Linked DNA regions of Mus musculus: all the other regions are linked to region 6. Evidence: chromatin contacts called from public ChIA-PET, HiChIP or PLAC-seq and promoter capture Hi-C data. All regions are on one chromosome and are shown on one strand. The core of a region is the stretch at or near the end of the contact, and the rest is flanking DNA. Distances in the headings are between cores, read along the strand shown. Region 1 overlaps A830035A12Rik (a long non-coding RNA gene). Region 2 overlaps Pitpnc1 (phosphatidylinositol transfer protein, cytoplasmic 1). Region 3 holds the start of Helz (helicase with zinc finger domain). Region 4 overlaps Pitpnc1 (phosphatidylinositol transfer protein, cytoplasmic 1). Region 5 holds the start of Milr1 (mast cell immunoglobulin like receptor 1). Region 6 holds the start of Bptf (bromodomain PHD finger transcription factor).

Evidence for each region. ChIA-PET counts read pairs in DNA pulled down with a chosen protein or histone mark. HiChIP or PLAC-seq counts read pairs in DNA pulled down with a chosen protein or histone mark. Capture Hi-C pulls out chosen DNA fragments and counts their contacts.
Region 1: a contact with region 6 is called in an H3K27ac HiChIP or PLAC-seq map of embryonic stem cells, with 5 read pairs. The contact joins the enhancer-like site here to the promoter of Bptf in region 6. A contact is called at or near these places in 1 of 39 promoter capture datasets (hippocampal neurons), 1 of 15 datasets of contacts at CTCF or cohesin (embryonic stem cells), 1 of 484 Hi-C or Micro-C datasets (embryonic stem cells), 7 of 115 datasets of contacts at active chromatin or transcription factors (embryonic midbrain, embryonic stem cells, extraembryonic endoderm stem cells and 1 more) and 1 of 9 other capture datasets (adipose tissue).
Region 2: a contact with region 6 is called in a FOXA1 HiChIP or PLAC-seq map of pancreatic cancer cells. The contact joins the enhancer-like site here to the promoter of Bptf in region 6. A contact is called at or near these places in 5 of 39 promoter capture datasets (the HPC-7 cell line, hematopoietic stem and progenitor cells, liver and 1 more), 1 of 15 datasets of contacts at CTCF or cohesin (the NIH/3T3 cell line), 2 of 484 Hi-C or Micro-C datasets (embryonic fibroblasts and embryonic stem cells), 15 of 115 datasets of contacts at active chromatin or transcription factors (CD8 T cells, bone marrow-derived macrophages, embryonic forebrain and 10 more) and 3 of 9 other capture datasets (adipose tissue, liver and pancreatic islet).
Region 3: a promoter capture Hi-C map of pancreatic islet shows a contact between it and region 6. The contact joins the promoter of Helz here to the promoter of Bptf in region 6. A contact is called at or near these places in 4 of 39 promoter capture datasets (embryonic stem cells, hippocampal neurons and liver), 3 of 484 Hi-C or Micro-C datasets (B cells and embryonic stem cells), 10 of 115 datasets of contacts at active chromatin or transcription factors (effector CD8 T cells, embryonic stem cells, extraembryonic endoderm stem cells and 3 more) and 1 of 9 other capture datasets (pancreatic islet).
Region 4: a FOXA1 HiChIP or PLAC-seq map of pancreatic cancer cells shows a contact between it and region 6. The contact joins the enhancer-like site here to the promoter of Bptf in region 6. A contact is called at or near these places in 5 of 39 promoter capture datasets (embryonic stem cells, hippocampal neurons, liver and 1 more), 3 of 115 datasets of contacts at active chromatin or transcription factors (effector CD8 T cells, memory CD8 T cells and pancreatic cancer cells) and 1 of 9 other capture datasets (adipose tissue).
Region 5: an RNA polymerase II ChIA-PET map of memory CD8 T cells shows a contact between it and region 6, with 36 read pairs. The contact joins the promoter of Milr1 here to the promoter of Bptf in region 6. A contact is called at or near these places in 1 of 39 promoter capture datasets (stem cell-derived epiblast-like cells), 1 of 115 datasets of contacts at active chromatin or transcription factors (memory CD8 T cells) and 1 of 9 other capture datasets (pancreatic islet).

The regions. Positions count from the first base shown.
Region 1 is chr11:107,527,996-107,531,080 of GRCm38.p6, forward strand. The region is part of intron 2 of A830035A12Rik (a long non-coding RNA gene); the gene reads right to left. Among named protein-coding and RNA genes, the nearest start is that of A830035A12Rik, 4.6 kb to the right of the region's middle. Within about 2 kb of position 1,561, at least 69 of the 459 cell types and tissues checked have an H3K27ac peak or open chromatin away from gene starts, as enhancers often do. A contact at or near this core is called in adipose tissue and embryonic stem cells, where this site is marked.
Region 2 is chr11:107,456,948-107,459,826 of GRCm38.p6, forward strand. The region is part of intron 1 of Pitpnc1 (phosphatidylinositol transfer protein, cytoplasmic 1); the gene reads right to left. Among named protein-coding and RNA genes, the nearest start is that of Pitpnc1, 12 kb to the right of the region's middle. Within about 2 kb of position 1,529, at least 61 of the 459 cell types and tissues checked have an H3K27ac peak or open chromatin away from gene starts, as enhancers often do. A contact at or near this core is called in CD8 T cells, bone marrow-derived macrophages, memory CD8 T cells and 1 more, where this site is marked.
Region 3 is chr11:107,546,449-107,549,399 of GRCm38.p6, forward strand. Helz (helicase with zinc finger domain) reads left to right here and starts at 1,485. Exons shown (of 33, transcript NM_001368755.1): 1 at 1,485-1,533; 2 at 2,898-2,951. It overlaps Gm39426 (a long non-coding RNA gene), which reads right to left and starts at 1,546. Exons shown (of 3, transcript XR_003949607.1): 1 at 1,473-1,546; 2 at 334-575; 3 at 1-219.
Region 4 is chr11:107,416,126-107,419,371 of GRCm38.p6, forward strand. The region is part of intron 1 of Pitpnc1 (phosphatidylinositol transfer protein, cytoplasmic 1); the gene reads right to left. Among named protein-coding and RNA genes, the nearest start is that of Gm11713, 7.4 kb to the left of the region's middle. Within about 2 kb of position 1,331, at least 236 of the 459 cell types and tissues checked have an H3K27ac peak or open chromatin away from gene starts, as enhancers often do. A contact at or near this core is called in adipose tissue, effector CD8 T cells, embryonic stem cells and 1 more, where this site is marked.
Region 5 is chr11:106,749,652-106,752,699 of GRCm38.p6, forward strand. Milr1 (mast cell immunoglobulin like receptor 1) reads left to right here and starts at 1,575. Exons shown (of 7, transcript NM_001033435.3): 1 at 1,575-1,738; 2 at 1,983-2,024. The coding sequence starts at 1,633.
Region 6 is chr11:107,130,629-107,133,485 of GRCm38.p6, forward strand. Bptf (bromodomain PHD finger transcription factor) reads right to left here and starts at 1,519. Exons shown (of 28, transcript NM_176850.3): 1 at 646-1,519. The coding sequence starts at 1,294.

The DNA.
Region 1 (3,085 bases), core at 311-2,810, 400 kb after region 6:
TGTCAGTAATTTTGTTTGCATTTGTTTTCTTTCTTTTCTTCTTCTTTTTCTTTTCTTTTCAAAATTTTTGGCTGGGAGACGACTCCTTGGGTAAAGAAAGCATTTGTGGCATACTTGTGAGGACCTGGGTTCAGATCTCCAGTGCCCATAAATATAAAGTTGAACATGGCTGTCCTCTGAAATCCCACATTTTAGGAAGATTCCCAGAGCTTTCTGGTCACCTACTTTAGCTGAATTAGTAAATCCAGGGTTTAGGGAGAAACCTTGTTGCCAAAAAGTAACTGGAGGGCAATAGAGGAAGGCCCTGAGCATCAGCCTCCGCCTCTGCCTCCCCCTCCCAAGGCTCTCATCCATGTGTGTCCTACATGAACACATCCACACAAAAAGGTTCACACCCCACCCACCCACTCTCACACGAACTAATTATTTGTGTTTGTTTGTTTGTTTTTTAATATCCTGCTTTGCCAACTTGGTCTACATAGACCTACATGGTCCAGAACATCCAGGACTACAGAGAGAGTTCTATCTCAAAAATGCTGGGCTAGAGTGAGATCTTTTAAGAACAGGGGTGAGGGGTAGAGAGATGGTTCGTTGTATAGGCCACTGGCTGCTCTTACAGAGGACCTGGGTTCAGTTCCCAGCACCCACATGGTGTCTTACAACCAAATATAACTCCAATCCCAGCAGGACATCTGATGTCTTTTTCCTGGCCTTCTCTGACAATGAGGCATGTACCTGGCCCTCACACATTCATGCAGCTAAACACCCATACACATTAAAAAAATAAACATAAAGCCGGGCGTGGTGACGCACACCTTTAATCCCAGCACTTGGGAGGCAGAAGCAGGCAGATTTCTGAGTTCGAGGCCAGCCTGGTCTACAGAGTGAGTTCCAGGACAGCCAGGGCTATACAGAGAAACCATGTCTCAAAAAACAAAAAAACAAAAAACAAAAAACAAAAAAAACAAAAACAAAAACATAAACAAGGACAGGCGAGATAGTGAAATGGCACTGAATAAGGGCACTTGTTGCACACACACACACATATGCAGGCACACGTTGTCGTTTGTATTCTTGAATTTTTTGAAACCAGGTCCCACCATGTAACCCCGTTTGCTTTGAACTTGCTATCAGACTGGCCTGGAACTCACAGAGCTTTGTTGGCTTCTGCCTTCTTCAGAGAGAGAGAGAGAGCTGGGATTAAAGGTATGTGCCACCACACCTGGCCAGTGTTTTTGTTGTTGTTTTTAAAGACTTTGAATGCCACAACAATTGAGGGAAAGGCTGTTTTATTATTTCTGCCTCACAGGGAGGAAGCTACAGCTGAAAAGCTGAGGACTGGCCTTGGGGAGTGTCGCTCAGATCTGCGGGGACAGCACAAAGCATAGGCTAGGCTTCTGTTTCTGATGCCAAGGTTTCAGGTCCAGGTCTGGAAACCTGCTCCAGACTTGTTCTGGGAGGGATGGATGGCGCCTTGGAGTCAGCTGCGTCCTATCTGACAGTTCTGCGGCCTCCATTTCCTTCCTGCACTGCTGATTCAAGACCCCAGGAAGCCTGGCTTCCTGTCGGGGACAGCTAGAGGGCAGGCTGCAGAGATGCAGACTCAGCAGTACAGGGTTGTGGGAGCAAAAGCCTGCAGTGGGTTGGAGGCAGCTGTGTGCACATACGCACCACACACGTGCTGTGCACACATACACTGTGACACACCCACATACTAAGCACATACAGATATACAGTGAGCACCCTGAACATAGGCATGCAATGCTCCATAAACAAGTACACAAGAAATACATATAGGTACACAGACAGACAGACAGACACACCTGAGTCACAGAGAGAAGGGCTTTGGTAATAGACACAAAGAAGAACCTGAAAGCAAGAAACAGGAACCGTGGGTAGGTTAAGGCACAGCAAAAATTCTGTAAATTCTTGCTTCATGATTTCTGTCTCAGTGGGCAAAGAGAAAAATCTTTTTGTTTCTGAAACATATCTTCTGAGTTTAAAAATGTTTGCCAGGCGTGGTGGTGCATGCCTTTAATCCCAGCACTCAGGAGGCAGAGGCAGGCAGATTTCTGAGTTCGAGGCCAGCCTGGTCTACAAAGTGAGTGCCAAGACAGCCAGGACTACACAGAGAAACCCTGTCTCAAAAAAAAAAAAAGTTTAAATTGAACTGGGGGTGGGGGGTGGCGCACACCTTTAATCCCAGCACTTGGGAGGCAGAGGCAGATGGATTTCTCAGTTCGAGGCCAGCCTAGTCTACAGAGACAGCTAGGGCTACACAGAGAAACCCTGGATCGAAAAGAAAAAAAAAAAGAAAGAGAGAGAGAGAGAGATAAAAGTCCAGCTTTTATGGTTGCAGGTTTTGTTTGTTTGTTTTTGATTGTTTTGAGCCCAGACTGGTCTCGAACACTGGTCTCGAACTCCCGAACCTCCTGCATTCATCTTTGAAGTGCCAGAATGTGCAAGGCATGTGCTAGGAAGACGCAAAATTAGGAATTTCACTTAACTAAGGTAATGTACAGTTGGAGGAGATATTTTTCCCATTCTTAGGATACTGTGTTGACCTCCTGATGCTGTCCTCTGCCCTCCCGAGGATTTTCAGATTCATGATGTCTCACTTATTAACTGTTGGTCTTAGCGCCTGAGCTATGGATGCTCTGTTCAGGAAGTGATCATCTTTTACAATGAGTTCAAGAGCCCTGACATTATTAATGATATTCTGCAAACAGGAGCCTAGCATAACTGACCTTTGAGAGGTTTCACCCAGCCACCAATAAAAACAGATGCAGAGACTCACAGCCAAATACTAGATAGAGTTAGTAGCAAAGAGAAAATCCTTTTGTTTCTTAAACACATCTTCTGGCCGGGTGGTGGTGGCACAAGCCTTTAATCCTAGCACTTGGGAGGCAGAGGCAGGTGGATTTGTGAGTTCGAGGCCAGCCTGGTCTACAGAGTGAGTTCCAGGACAGTCAGGGCTATACAGAAAAACCCTGCCTCAAAAAACAAACAAACAAAAAACCCCAAAAACAAAACAAAAAAAACAACCAACCAACCAACCAACCAAACAAACAAAAAAACCCATATC
Region 2 (2,879 bases), core at 279-2,778, 330 kb after region 6:
ACTGTTGAATAAATAAGCTCACCGTTTCTTGTTCTTTCTGAACCCTGGAAGGCTGGTCAACCGAGCTCTTCTGGCTCAAAACTCTTCACCCTAGCTGATTCGATCTGGCTTCTCTTGGCGTCTCCTTCTGCTTGGCCTCATACTAACTTTGGCAATCTGTTCTAATCTTCTGGCTCCTTCTCTCTCTCTGGCTTGTTCTGCCTCCACTTGTGCCTAGTTTGTTCTCTCTTCAGCCTGTCTCCATAAAACCATCCTGGTAAAAGCTGCTTCCTTCTCTTTTCTCTGCCTGTACAGCTCCTTTTCCTCTTCCTCTCTCTTCTCACGAGAGTTGGACAGATCCCATTCTGTGAAATCCTTCCCTGGCTTATCACTTTGTCTGCCACTCAATTAGACATCACTTTCAAACCTGGGTGCTTCCTTCTACAAACTAACTTCACCTTCATTGTTTGGGATTTTAAAGGTGTGCACAAAGGGTGTGTCATTCAGCAAGGCTGAGTCACACCATAACGGGAAGCAATTTTTCAGTAAATAACACAATCTCAGGGTCCACAGTGCAATAGGTAAAATGTCCTGCAACATATGTCCGTGTGCCTCCAAATATGCGTCTGTGTGTTTGAGTGAGTATGCCTCTGTGTCTATTAGCATTACATGCCTGTATAAGTGAATGTGTGTATGTGTCTCTGTGTATGTATGTGTGTTTATGTGTGTGTGAAAGAGAGAGACAGAGAAATAGAGAGAGTGAATGTGGGGCCAGGGAGCAGTCTTTGGAGATTAGCTACTTAGGTTAAGTGCTTAAATAACATTATTATAGGGTGTCATCAAATTACGTTTGTTTGGGCACTCTTAGGCAGGGTGATTCAGCCAGGCGATAGCAACACCACCCTAAGATGGTCAGATAGAATGCTCGGGGGATCAAAGGAGCTGATGATTTTGCTGTGCTTGGGAACAACTGGAGTTCTAGACAGTCATGCTTCAGCTGAACTTAAAAGGGGGGAAGGAATAAATAATAAAGAAAAGAAAAACAGGGCTGAGGACATAAGTTCGAATCTCCAGCACCTGTGTAAAGAGCCAACCCAGCGGATCTGCCTGCCACCTCAGAACCACCTGCAGGGATGGAGATGAGCGGGTTTTGCTGGCTAGCTCCAGATTGAGTGTGAGACTGTCTCAAGGGAATAAGGGAGAGTGATAAAGGACACCAATGCCCTCCTCTACTCTACCCCCCCCACACACACACACACACCAGGCTGTGATGATTCAGCCTGCCATCCCAACACTTAGGAGGCTAAGGGGATAGTGGGTTCAAGGCCGATCTAGGGAAACCCAATCCATCAATCAATAGAATTGGAGTGAGTCATGAGATGACGATCTAATGAGAACGTACGCTGGCCACCCGTTTAGAGGTAGGCCTCTCCACTCCCGCTCGTCTTAAGAGGCATTTCTAAGGGCAGGCTCTTGTATTGGGTGCTAAGAAATGACAGTGAGTCACTTTAACACTCGCTGTTAAGGAGCCTTGGTAAGCTCTGACTTCATCTTTCTAAGTCAACAAAATGCATTGCATGATGCTGCTGCTCAGGCAGCCAGCCAGGAAGTGGTGAGTGACCCCAGACTCCTTCCTTTATCATTATCATGTATATAGCCCGCAGCCAAGACAGAACATTCTGGCCTTCCGCCCTCCCCATATGAGTTCTTAGCGATGTGCCCAGCCTAGCCCGAGGGGATTCTGCCGTCCTAGAGAGAAGATGAAGGGCCCAGACATTACTGCCACCAAAAACTGGCTTTCTGAGTGAGCCCAACTTCTGAGCAGCAAGGCTGGGTTCACCTCACCTGACAGTCTTGGCAAAGGATTCGTATCAAAGAAAGGCCCAGGGTTCCAAGTGCTCCAGTCCCTCTGAGGGGTGGTCCCTGTGAACTAGAACCTCAAAGATCTGCAGTGTCCTGCAGCCCTGTGGCCAGCTCTGGGTCCACGTCTCAGCAAAAAATGTATTTCCCTCCCTAGCTCTGACCTAAGTCAAAGCCACTTGGTTCAAACCTGCCATGTACACTTTTTCCCACACTGCGTCAGAAGAGGACATGATTTTCTGGAAAGCTGTCTAGACCTGAGAGAGCTATAACCATTTCCTGGAGGACAGGAGCTATAACTCATAATTTCCAGTTCAGAACTTTCTGCTGGTGGCGTTCTCTGAAGTTGGTGCTCAAATAACTCTATAACTACCTTCTTAACGTTTTTCCACCCTCTGGGTGTGTCTGCATTCTGTGCACGTGTGTGTAAATGCTGGTGCACACCAGCCACCACCGCAGATCTTAGGACACCAGAGGGCACACGCCACCTTCTATCCTGTAAGAACCAGGGAGCTTCTATTGTTTTTCTGTGGCATAGGCCAAACAAGCTGCCTCCAGACACTTGTTCTGTGTCCAGCTTTTATTTAATCATTCATTCGTTCATTCATTCATTCATTCAAAATAGAGTTTCTCTGTGTAGCCCTGGCTGTCCTGGAACTCACTCTATAGACCAGGCTGTCCTTGAACTTATAGAGATCTACCTGCTTCTGCCTCCTAATTGCTGGGATTTAAAGTGTGAGCCATAGGCCTGTCCAGCTTGAGCTTCAAATTCAGGTCCTCATGCTTGTGCATAAAGTGTTTTTACCCACTGAGCCATGCCCTGAAACCATCTCTCTCTCTCTCTCTTTTTTTTTTTTGAGACAGGATTTCTCTGTATATCCTTGGCTGTCCTGGAACTCACTCTGTAGACCAGGCTGGCCTTGAACTCAGAAATCCGCCTGCCTCTGCCTTCCAAGTGTTGGGATCAAAAGCGTGTGCCACCACGTCCAGCTGAGACTGTCTCTAGAACCATTATTTTAAAAGTTTTACTGATTTGTATT
Region 3 (2,951 bases), core at 235-2,734, 420 kb after region 6:
TTGCGCGATAGTGCCTGTTGCCTCAGGATCTTTGAATTTACAGAACCATTTAACAGCAAGCTTTGGTATATTGGAGATTTATTTATTACTGGGGATTAAACCCTCGCTAAAGCTAAACAACAGGATCTACCCGGAAGTCTCGGAGCATTTTCTTTTGGACACAAATCTTGCTCCGGGGAGGCGAGCATCTAGAGGTCCTCAAACTCAGCAGTGCTGACACTGGAGGAAGAGAATGTATAGGGTGGGGGTGGGGAGTTAATGAACAGACCTACATTTCTGGCAGGACTAGGGCTGCAAGGAGCTGGTACTTCATGGAGCAAAAGGGGTGGTCACCTGAGCTAGGTGTTGCTCGCCTGAAGCAACGCGGGAGGGGCGGGGAAAGCGCTGGGCTTGTCTTGCAACCAGAAAGCAGATGCCCGCGGGATGCTCGCAAAGGTCTGTTGCCGGCGCACGGTCGCCTCCTACTTCCTGCGTCCTGGTCGCCTCCAAGCCACTCTGGACATCCCCCTCCTCTCTCTGCCCAGAGCCAGCGTGGCGCCCGCCCTCTACCTTGTCCCGCCGCCTGGGGTCGCCGCCTTGTGGGAACAGGACAGTTGAAACGCGGTAGGCACTACCCCCCAACCCACCCGGGGGACCCCCTCCCGGCCCAGGCGCGCATCCACGCCCCACCCGGACTCTGCAGCCGGGTTCTCTTGAGTTACCTGCATGGGGAAGTCACAGTCCACAATTTGGACTCTAACCCGGCTGAATTCTAAAGCCACATTCCTAGGGGAGGGGGTCCTCCGACCTAGAGGGTCGCAGATCACATTACCGGCCAAGAGGAGGGGACCGCGCGAGTAAACTGGGGTAAAAGTTGCATTTAGCTTAACCTTCCCAGATCCCAATTGCAGCTTTGCGGGCGGATTGACTCGGCGTTTCACCGAGTTCCTGGGATCCTAGGGCCCCAGAGTGGCTTCTTAGGATACCGACACTGTCCCCGCGCGCGAGTGCGACATGCCTGGCGGATGCCCCGGGGCGGGAAGCGCGAGCGGTAGCAAGGACCTGGAGCTGGGGGAACCGCTCGCAGGCGTGCGCATTCATGCGCTCATGCATCCCTGCATACATCTATGCATCCGCTAGCCGGCTCACACACCACCCGCGTCCGGGACACGCCGTGTTGATTGAATGCAGGAGTAGGGTATCTGGCTACTAGGGCAGGATCGCGGCGGGGCAGACAGCAGCTCGCGTAAGGAATGGGGGAGATAGGGACGGGGGTGGGGGGAAGAGAGAGCACCCCAAAGGCACAGTTGGAAAACTGGGTGTGTGAGTAGGGGTGTTCCTTGAGAAGTCTCGCAGGCGCTGAAGGGGGCCGGGCGGGCCTCTGGGGCCAACTTTCCGGAGGGAGGTGCAGCCGGAGGGGGCGGCGCCGGCGGCGGGAGGCGGGAGTCGGGGGCCGAGGGGGGGGGGGAGTCACTTTAAAGGCTCTTTCTTACCCATAATGCTTTGTGGGGACGTTGACAAGTGGATCCAAGATGGCGTAGAAAGTAATGACAGGTAAGTCCTGACTTCCCCGTTCTCCGCTGCCCGGGTCGCTTCAGGAGCCTCCAGAGCCATCCGGGGAGAGGCCCGGACTCTCCTCGGGTGCTCCGGGTCCGGGACAGCGCGGCCCCGGGGACAGCGGGGGATCCCGCCGGCCGCCGGCAGGGCCTGGGGAGCGGGGCTCTCTCAGAGGCGAGGCCCGGACGCTGGAGCTGTTTACTGTTTCTTCCCCTCCTCAATCTCCTTTTCCCTCCGCTGGGGGGCTGAGGTGCCAGGGACCCAGGCGGTGGCCCGAGGGTCCTTGCACACGCCCGAGGTTCGGGGGGACCCGGGAGCCCGCGCGAGGCTGCTCCGGCACGGGCCGACCCTGGGGTCCCCGCACGCCCCGCGCCCCAGGGTCGCGGCTTAGGGTGGGGAGCGGGCGGCCTCCCACGCCGCGCGCGGTGCAGCCCTCCGGGTTAGCATTTCCACCCAGGGTGGGGCGGCGACCCCAGGGCAGGGGACAGCACGAAAGTGGGTCAGGGGGCGCCCCTCCCCAGCAGAGGGCTCTGCTCAAGATTCACTGTGGTCCCCCTCTCCCCGCCCCCCTCCTGGGACATGCGTGGCCCGTGAGCACATCTACAAAAACAAATGCACAGTCTCTTCCTGGAGGTGTCTCCAAAGGCCCCTTTCTTTCCTTCTCTCTCTTTACCCTCAAGGGCTCGGACACATAGTCCTAAGTAGGAACTGTGATTTCTCTCCCCAAAATGAGTTGAGTCTTCTGCCCCCTGGCCTTTGCTGAGGGTCCTCACAGACAGGGCTGGAAGCCAGAGCCTTCAGATTCCTTTTGGGTTGGGAACCTTGTTTTTTTTTTTTTTTTTTTTTTTTTTTGTTGAGCTCCGAAATTGGCATCCTTTCTCCCTTGCAAAGTTACACTTTTTAGACAAGCCATTAGGATAATCAGAAGTGTAACTTCAGAGATAGTGGATGCCGGGAGCAGCCGGGGGAAGAGGGAGACGTTATCTGGCCTAGTTTGTTCTTGATTTTGCTCTCTTCACTCATATGAATAGCTTTTTTCCCCCCCTCCTTGATTTTTTTCTCCCTTCTTTTATTTTTGAAAGTAAGACTAATCAGTGTAGAATAGATGAGTTTATTATGTTTAAGGTTGAAGACTATTTTCTAATCTGTTGCTGAAAGAAAATATTTTCAATTTTAGGTAAAAGAAGCAAATTTTTTTCCCCTCCAAAGCTTCATCCTGTATCTTTTTTTTTTTTTTTTTTAAATAACTTTTTCCACTTGAAGTGTATCCATATTCTTTTACTAAAGGACTATAAAATGCTTGTAACTGGTAACAGCTCCAACTGGTGTTGCATACCATCTTCTTTTTCTGTTTGCTCCAGGAACTGGATGAAGTAATTGATCACTAATGAACTACAGAGCCGGTGAGATGTGCA
Region 4 (3,246 bases), core at 81-2,580, 290 kb after region 6:
GACAAAATGAGAGTCACCCTATACAAACCAACCAATGTCCAAAAAGGTTATTGGTTACACCAATTAAAATAAGCCAGACTACCCTGGTGCCTATATCTGGCCCTTACAAAGGTATAAAAGTGTGTTCTCTCTTTGTTCTGGGTCTCTCCTCCGGCCTGCGTGCTGACAGGGGGTTCCCCAACATGTTGGATAAGTAATAAAATCCTCATGCATTTTGCAATGATGGTGGTCTCTGTGGTCTTTGTGAGAGAGGGTCTTTTGACAAACTACAACAGCCCTCCCTGTCCATTTGCTTCACGATGCAGGAGTCGATCCGATGAGAACCTACACAAGAGTTCATATTTTCCTTTGCCTCACTCAGACGCCAATGTTCCCTGCCATGTCAGAGAAATCCCTGAGGAAGGAGAGTCCTAAGTGACGGTGAGAGGTCAGCGAGAGGATTTTGACCCAGGAGAAGCCAGAAACACATCTAGGGCTGAAATGAGCAAGGGCAGAAACAGCACAGAAGGAAGCTCCAACTTGGCTCAGGGTGAGCAGAATTCGTTTCTACCCAAGGAAGTCACAAAAGGATCCAGGGACAAAGAGCCCATTCTCCTGTTCCTTCGTATCACTCTGTTCCCCATTCAATGAGTTCCTAACTAATTAAGTGGAAAGGCAGAGCTCAAATCCATAGACACACACACACACACACACACACACACACACGGAGAGAGCCTCGTGCACTCTCCAAACAGCAGGGTGCACTAATGAATATTCAAAGTCCCAACCATTAGCAATGACTAAGAATCCCAAAGTCTAATAAGTTATTTTAGTGACACACTTCTGTCATTTTTCCCTCATCCTCTTTTGCATTCGTAGGACAAGGAAAAAGAGTAATTGAAGCAAGCGCTCAGCTCTCCAGTCTAGCAGTTATATAGCAGACTAAAAGAGAGGCTGGCAATGCTTGCTTCCATCTGCCTGACCCAACTGAACCAAGGAGCCGAGCCGCCTTCCGGGTTGCAGGCGCTAATCTTCACTGGCAACCCGTGTCCCTTGCCCAGAGTCCCACTCTGCCTCTGCTAACTTCCGGTCTCCCAGGACCCAACCCAAACTCCTCTGTGGATGCTGTGAACGACAGCAAGTAAGGGATGGCGCTGGTGAATCATCAGGTGTGGAAAATGCATTCCAGAGAGAAGACGTTAGCAAGTGGAAACCTGCAGGCCCTGGCATCTAGACAGAAAGCTATGCTGCTCTGAGCAGCGGAAGTACAGCAATGGTTAACTACGGCCCTACCCAGGCCCAGGAAAGAGGCTCTGACTACACAGGAAATCAGTTACTGCAGCCGAACGGAAGTAGGTGTGTTCACAGAGCGGGAGGAAGAGCTAGCCTCTGATACAACCTAGGAAGCCTCCACACTGTTTATCTTGATTGTTGAGGTTTTCAGCAAACAGTTAAGTCTTTTACCCAGAGATAAAAACCTCCTTTGGGTTCCCCTTAAAGGCACAGGCAGCCAGCCCCGCGGTCACCTGTGTAAAGTCAATAGATTATTTGCATTTTCTTCCCACTTGCCTCAGAAGTGGCCCGTTCAAACTTAATATCTACTTGGGCTCGAGAGATGGCTCAGCAGTTAAGAGTACACACAGCTCTTGCAGGTCCCTTGTCTGGTTCCCAGCATCCTCCTTGAGTGGCTGACAACCACTCCTAACTCCAATTCCAAGGAATCCAATGCCCTCTTCTGGCTTCCATGGGCATCTGATGTTGCATGCACACACCCACAAGCATACACACAATCGCTCTACCCAAACAGCAAGCACTTCAGCTGAAGGATCTCCCTACCCCTACTTTACTGTTTGGGACAAGGTCTGGCTATGACACCCAGGCTGGCCTCGAACACCTGATACCCTGAATGCTGGGATGACAAGCATGAATACCGATTTGTTTATTTTTTTACTGGCCATTCATCGCTATTATCTCCTTCTTTACTCAACACTGGATGATTTATACACAAGCAAGAGATTCTAGGATCAACACTTCAGATTGTCCTCTGACCTTTACACACACACACACACACACACACACCAATCAATCAGTCAGCCATTCAGTTAATATCCTAGGGGCAAGACACACACCTGGAATCCCAGCAGTCTGAAAGTAGAGACAGGAGATTGAGAGTTGCATAGGAGCCTAAACTATACAGCAAGATCGTGTCCTAAAAATTAATATAAAGTAAAAATTAATCATTGTATATACACACACATATATACACACATACATACCACGTAGTACACCATAAATACATATGGAGCTTTTAATTCGCCTATGAAGAAGTGAATGAAATGTGAAGGTGTGATGTCGCATGTCCTTTGCTCAAATGGGAGACCATATTCATTTTTATGAGACCTTAGCTTCCTTAATTATCGGCCTCACAGAATGGTCTCTGAGACCTACGACATATATCCAGCAACTCCTAGGAACCAAAGCCGTGGCTGCCCCTGGTAGCCAGGCAGAGAGGAGTCATCCTTTGGTCTCTAAACCTTTGCTTCTGCATGTGTGGCCACGTAACAGCCATGCCCACGGCAAACACAGCTGCTTTCAATCCTGTCCCGGGTTGCTTTATTAACTAAATAGAGTGCTTGATTTTTAAAAAATCAACACTAAGAGGCTCATCAATTACCCAGGAGAAGAACCATGACAGAACCTGATACCTTTTATGTATTCATTAAAATGTTGAATGTAAGAGCTGGAGAGATGGCTCGGCAGTTAAAAGCACTTGCTGGTCTTGGCAGAAGACCCTGGCTCAGTTTCCACCCTCTAACCTCAGGATTGTGAGCAGGAGCGTCTTAGGTTCAAAACCAGCCCAAGAACTTGGGAGACTGAGTCAGGGGGATTGCTAACGTTCAAGTACAGCCTAGGTTATAGAATAAGACCCTGTTTCAAAAATTTAAAACAACAACAACAACAAAGCAGGGCTAGGGATGCATCTCAGTTGGCAGGGTACTTACTTAGCAAGCACTAAGCTCTAGCACCACCTATACTAGGTCTGTTGGCACCTGTCAGAAGTTCAGGGGCAGCCTGGGCTACATAGGGAGTTCAAGGCCAGCCTGGGCTAAAGGGACTCAGTCTCAAAAAGGAAGGGTAAGCCAGTTGTGGTGGTGTACCTTTAATCCTGTCACTCGGGAGGCAGAAGCAGAGGCAGGTGGATCTCCGTGAGTTTGAGGCTAGCCTGGTCTATAAAACAAGTCTAGGACAGCCAGGGTTATACAGAGA
Region 5 (3,048 bases), core at 325-2,824, 380 kb before region 6:
ACCAGACTTTTAAAGAAGAGCTAATGCCAATACTCCTTAAATTAGTCCACAAAATAAAAACAGAAGGAACATTGCTAAACTCATTCTATGAGGCCACAGACATCCTGAACCACACAAAGACTTAACAAAGAAAGAGAACTTAAGGGGCTGAAGAGATGGCTCAGTGGGTAAAAGCACCCGACTGCTCTTCCGAAGGTCCGGAGTTCAAATCCCAGCAACCACATGGTGGCTCACAACCATCCGTAACGAGATCTGACTCCCACTTCTGGAGTGTCTGAAGACAAGCTACAGTGTACTTACATATAATAAATAAATAAACAAGTATTAAAAAAAAGAGAACTTCAGACTAATTTCCCTTATGAACATTGATGTAAAAATACTCAATAAAATATTTGCAAACCAAACCCAAGAAGACATCATCTACCAAGCAAGATGCTAGAGAGGCAGGAGGGTGGCCGGAAGGTCTTACAGAGCAGCCTGGTGTGACTTACCTCCAGAGGTGATGAGAGGAGCTGAGAGCAATGTTGCTGAGGTTCTGGTCTGAATACGCCGACCTGAGAAGAGTGTGCCAAAGGACTCTCTGAATCCCTCCTCCAATTACCTTCAGGCTGCATGTATAGAAGATGTACCTTATACATCTGGAACCTGTCTCTCACCTCATAGGCAGCTAGGAAGTGTGTGTGTGTGTGCGCGCGTGTGTGTGCGTGTGTGCGTGTGTGGTGTGAAAGTGTTGATCCCATTGGGTGAAAGTAAGAACACTATCACAGTTTTTGAGCCAAATTGCTATGCTGGCTAAGACAATCCATCCTCAGGATTCCGGGAGTATGTCACCAAGGTACATTAATCGGAGGTTTATAAAGAAAGGCAAACCCCAAAAGGCTACATACTTTCCACCTTTGTCCAATCAGGAGCAAGCAAACATCCTGGCATACTCTCTGCTTATGTACCTCCAGCCTACATTCGATCAAACACATCCTGTGCAGATGGGGCAACCAAGCTTGTCTAAAGAAGCAAACAAAGGACTTGTAATCTTAAATGAACAACGGCCGACAGCACGCCAGGAAGTTCTCTGTGCTCTGGAGAGTAGGGCTTACTTGTCAGAGGCATTTTTCATTTTTCTTTTAGGAGGGGGAAGGGAGATGGGGGGGGGAGAGGGGGAGGGTGAGGGGGAGGAAGAGAGAGAGAGAGAGAGAGAGAGAGAGAGAGAGAGAGAGAGAGAGAGAATATAAAAGATCCATTATCGGGGCTGGTGAGTGAGATGGCTCAGTGGTTAAGAGCACTGACTGCTCTTCTGGAGGTCATGAGTTCAAATCCCAGCAACCACATGGTGGCTCACAACTATCTGTAATGAAAAACAAATAAAAAAACCTATGGGCCGGAGTGAAAGGGAAGGGGAAAAAAGGGGGAAAGAAGGGGGAAAAAAAAGAAAGATCCGTTATCACCAAGCAGCAGCTCTAAGTGAGATAGGAGACCTTGCGGTCTGAGCAGCTGTTCCAGTAATATGAAGGACAGTTAAACCAACGAGTCATAGGTCCTGTTGAGTAAACTTGTCTAAATCCTCTCATTTCCTGTGTGTGGTTGGGAAGAGGAATCTCAGAAGCCGAGCCCCATTCTGTAGTAACTCAATTAACCATGGGCGATGGTGACTCGCCAATGTGCCTCTCTGCCGTTTCATTCAAGGGAATAAGATGCTGGCTGGACAAACTGTTACTTTGGGCTCTTACAATTTCTATCACACGTAAGCCTGATTCGATATTTTAAGAATTGACTCTGGGACGGGGGGGCCAGCACTTGGTGGAGCAAAGGCAGGTGGATCTCTGTGGAGCCAGCCTGATCTACACAGAGTTCATGGCCAGCCAGGGCTACCTAGAGAGACCCTGTCTTGAAAAGTCAAAGACGAAAAAACAAACAAGAATCATCTCTCAAAATAATCACATGGGAAATGAGGTTTTTTTTCTCTAATCTTCCATTTTCTCTTTCAGTTCAGAATGCTGCAGTGGATTGTACGAGGGTGGAAAATAACGGTAAGTTTCATTTCCTGAAAGTATGGGCATCAAAATGGTCAGATAGCTGACTCTGAACATGAGCGTTCACTTACTGGGATTTCTGTGTTTTTAGATCGGCAACCAAGAGCAAAGCCTTTCTATTATCTGCTAGGAGGCCAATGAGCTGAGGTTTAGAGAGGGCATTAATTGTAGCAATTTTGTTTTTCCACCTGAAACTTGGCCGGGCAAAATCTGAGATTGTTTTTTACCATGAAAACCTCCAAACTTCCTTTGTTATCACTTTTAGCTAGAAAACCCTCCCGTGATTTTTGTAAATTTTTATTAATTTATTTACTTTTGAGGCTGAGCCTCATGTAGGTCAGGCTGGCCTCAAACTCTATTACGTGGCCAAGGCTAAACTAGACTAACTCCTAAACTCTCAAATGCTGGGACCCAGCCCACCATGCCCACTCAAACCCCTTTTAAATTAATTCAGGCAACTAGTACTATGCCTAGGTAGAGCTCTACTGTGGAGTCAGAGTGCTTTGCTGCTGAGCCTGGCTTGCTGCTGCCCAGCTGGCAAGCCGGGCACACAAACTAATGACTTTTGAGGGTGGTTTCTTTCATCGGTGAGAAGGGGTGGCCCCAATCCTGGTTCCTCTGCAGTCTTTGCGGCACATCGGTCCTTCCGTGTAAGCTAACCACATAAAGTTGAAAGTGCTGTTGTGTGCAACCCAGCCTGTCTTCCCTCCCCTCCCCTCCCCATCCCGAAGCAGGCAGCTTCTTTCTGTGGACTGTTGGTGATAAGATCTTGCTACATAGCCTAGCACTCACTATGTAGCCGAAGCTGATGCTGAACTCATGAGAATCCTTCTGCTTCAGCCTGTTAAGTCCTGAGTGTGGGAGAGCACACAGTGGAGCAGTCTAGATGGACATCTTTGCGTCGGTCTGTGGTGTCAGAGTTTATTGAATAGCAATAAATTCACCAGCTATGTTGCTTCTCTTGGCTGTGATTTTCCAAGCAGTCCTGATTTCTCTTGATAGCCAGCAGTCAGTAAACATG
Region 6 (2,857 bases), core at 269-2,768:
CAAACAAGCGCTCAGGACCCCAGGAAGCTCCCAAGCTCACCGAACAACAATCCTTCCTCCAAAACAGTTACCAAACTAGCTAACTAGGGTGTAGGAAAGGGAGAACGTCTAGGTGTGGTACCACCATCGAAATTCTCTTTTAAGGAACAGATAATTTTTCTTTTAAATCTAAAACAAAACGTATTAGACATGCAACGGTTTGCAAAGCAGGAGGCTTCTTTCATCGCAAAATAAATAAATAAAATACTCGTACCAAAACAAGGGGAGAAAGACGAACTCAATGGATACTTGTGTGCCAAAGTTTCAATCCTGCCTGGTGGAGCCACCGCACTTGGCACAAATTTTGAAGGGGATAAAGAGGGAGGGGGGAGAAGAGCGAACGAGTCTGTGGCCTGCAAACTGCAACAATGCAATCTCCATTTTGAACAATGCGCCTCTTTCCTCTTGCAAATCTAGTTTTGTTTTTGTCTTTTTTTTCTTTTTTTTTTTTTTTTTTTGTCACTAGACGCGCCGTGGCCTCCGCGTGGGGGACAGGCCGGGAAGGGGGGGGGGAGCTAGGAAGCAGGATGCACTGCACTGGAGAGGGAGCAAGCCAGGGGGAGGGAGGAGGTGGGGAAGGAGTCTCCCGGCGGCCTGGGTGGTTACCTGGAGTGCTGCTGTATGTACTATGGCTCCTGAAGCTGCTTTCCGTGCAGTAACTAGCGTCGTCGTCGTCGTCTTCCATCTCCTCCGGATAATCGGAGTCATCGTCGTCTTCTTCCATGTCATCTTCCTCCTCGTCCTCGGAATCCTGGGTCTCCTCGGCGTCGCCATCCTCCTCCTCCTCCTCGTCCTCCTCCGAGACCATGTCCTCCTCCTCGTCGTCGTCGTCACTCTCGTGGTCATCGTACACCACTTTGTTGACGGCGCGGCGGGCCGGGGTGGTCCGGGCCAGGTGGCCGCCCCCGCCCCCCGTCCTGCCGCCCCCGCCTCCTCGGCCCCCCCGGCCCGGGCCGCTGGCGCTGCTGCCGGAGGCCGGCGGTGGCGGTGGCGGCTGTTTCCTGCGGCCGCCCCCCCTGGGCGAGCTCAACCGGGTCTTGGGCGCCACCTCAGCCTGGGCGGCGGCCCACCTGCCCCGACTGCTGCCGCGGTGCCGCGAGCGCAGCCCCCCTATGGGTCCGGAGGCGGGCGGCGGCGGCGGCGGCGGTGGCGGCGGCGGTGGTGGCGGCGGCGGCGGCGGCGGCGGGGCCGGGGCGCAGCGCTCCGCAGCAGGAGCCGCGGGCTGCTTGGGCGGCCTGCCCCGCCGGCCCCTCATGTCGGAGCCGCGGCTTGCGGGGGGGTGGGGGGGGAGCGGAAGGGGTGGGGGAGGGGCGCGGGGGGCGCCGGGGCCGAGGGGGAGGGGAGGGCGCCGGGGTCCGGGCGGGAGGGGCGCGGCCCGGCAGCGGCGGGGTGGAGGGAGAAGGCTCAGTCCGAATTGCCGGGGCCCCGCTCCGGATCGCCTGCAGCCGCCATCTTGTTTCTTCCCTCTCGCTCGGTGACTGGGGGAACCGACAGCGGCCGCAGGCCCGGAGCGCGGTCACGTGAGCTGCGCCGCCCGACGAGCCTGGGACAGAGCGAGGCGGCGCGGCGGCCGCTAGGGGGAGCGCGGGAGCGGCGCGGCGGGGGCGGGGAGGCCCCGGAGCGCCCCTGCGCGGCTGCACGGCGGCGGCGCAGGAGCGAGATGGGTAGCGTGGGGTGTCCCCCCAGGCTGGGGTCTCCTCCTGGGAGACCACCTCCCCCTCAGCTGAGGTCTTAGGGAGACCTCAATGCGTGTCTCCCAAACCGGGGCCGGAAAACAGGGAATTTTCCTCCCAAGTCGCCGGTCCTTTTGGGAAACTAATGCAAAAAAAGGGGAGAGGGGCGTCTCGCGTAGAGGCACGACTTACAGACTGGGGGCAGTCACTACGCAAAGCCACCCACGCAGGTACAGGAGCTGGAGCTAAGTCAGTCCCAATAGAGAGCTCCCAAAGGCTTGGATCTAGAGGGTCCTGAAGTTGTTCCAGGAATGCACGCTGGGAGCCACACCCCCAGCGTGGTTTCACTGACTTTCCTGAGTTCCCACCCTCAGAGCCCGGGGTTAAATTCCAGAGCGTGGTTCCTAGCGGCCTCCAGGCACCTTTCTCTCTTCCCAGCTACGAACTTCCACACCTCAGCCAGAACTTAAGGATAGGAAGGATGGCGTCCTGTCTAGAATTGGCTTCACAAAGTTATGTGTTTGTGTTACCTGGAAATAATGTCTACCTGACAAATTACCAGTCTTGGTTTGACCTAGGGTGCTAGTCACTAAAGTGAAATCGCAGGCACATGCACCAAATGTTGCTAAATTGAGGTGGCTCAACACAGGGTCCTCGGGGTGGACTCTGGAAAGAAAAGAAAGGTTTAAGGAACCTATATGAGTGATTATTAATAGATGTGAGAACAGAAAAAGTAATTTGAAGAAAAATCGTTAATAGGATTCAGCCCACTAACTAACTGACTTATTACAATATAGTTCGGTGAATAGAAATGAAGTGAAAATTACTAATTGCCAACTAAGTTATTATGTATTCACTTTGGTTGATCTCTGAGAGTGGTAAACTTACCCACAGGGACCTCATAAGACACCAAAGGAAAGAAAGTAAGCCACAAGAGTTCTTGGGTAAACAAAGGCTGCAGCTATAGCAATGCAGGCCCAAATAAGCAGATCTTCTGATATTCCTTGGTGATAGTGGGTGTTTTATTTTGTTTTATTAGGGCAAGGTCTCGCTGTAAGGCCCTGGATAGCCTGGAAATCACTATGTAGACCAGGCTGCCCTCCAGCTCCTAGTAGAGATCCACCAGCCTCTGCTGGGAGCAAAGG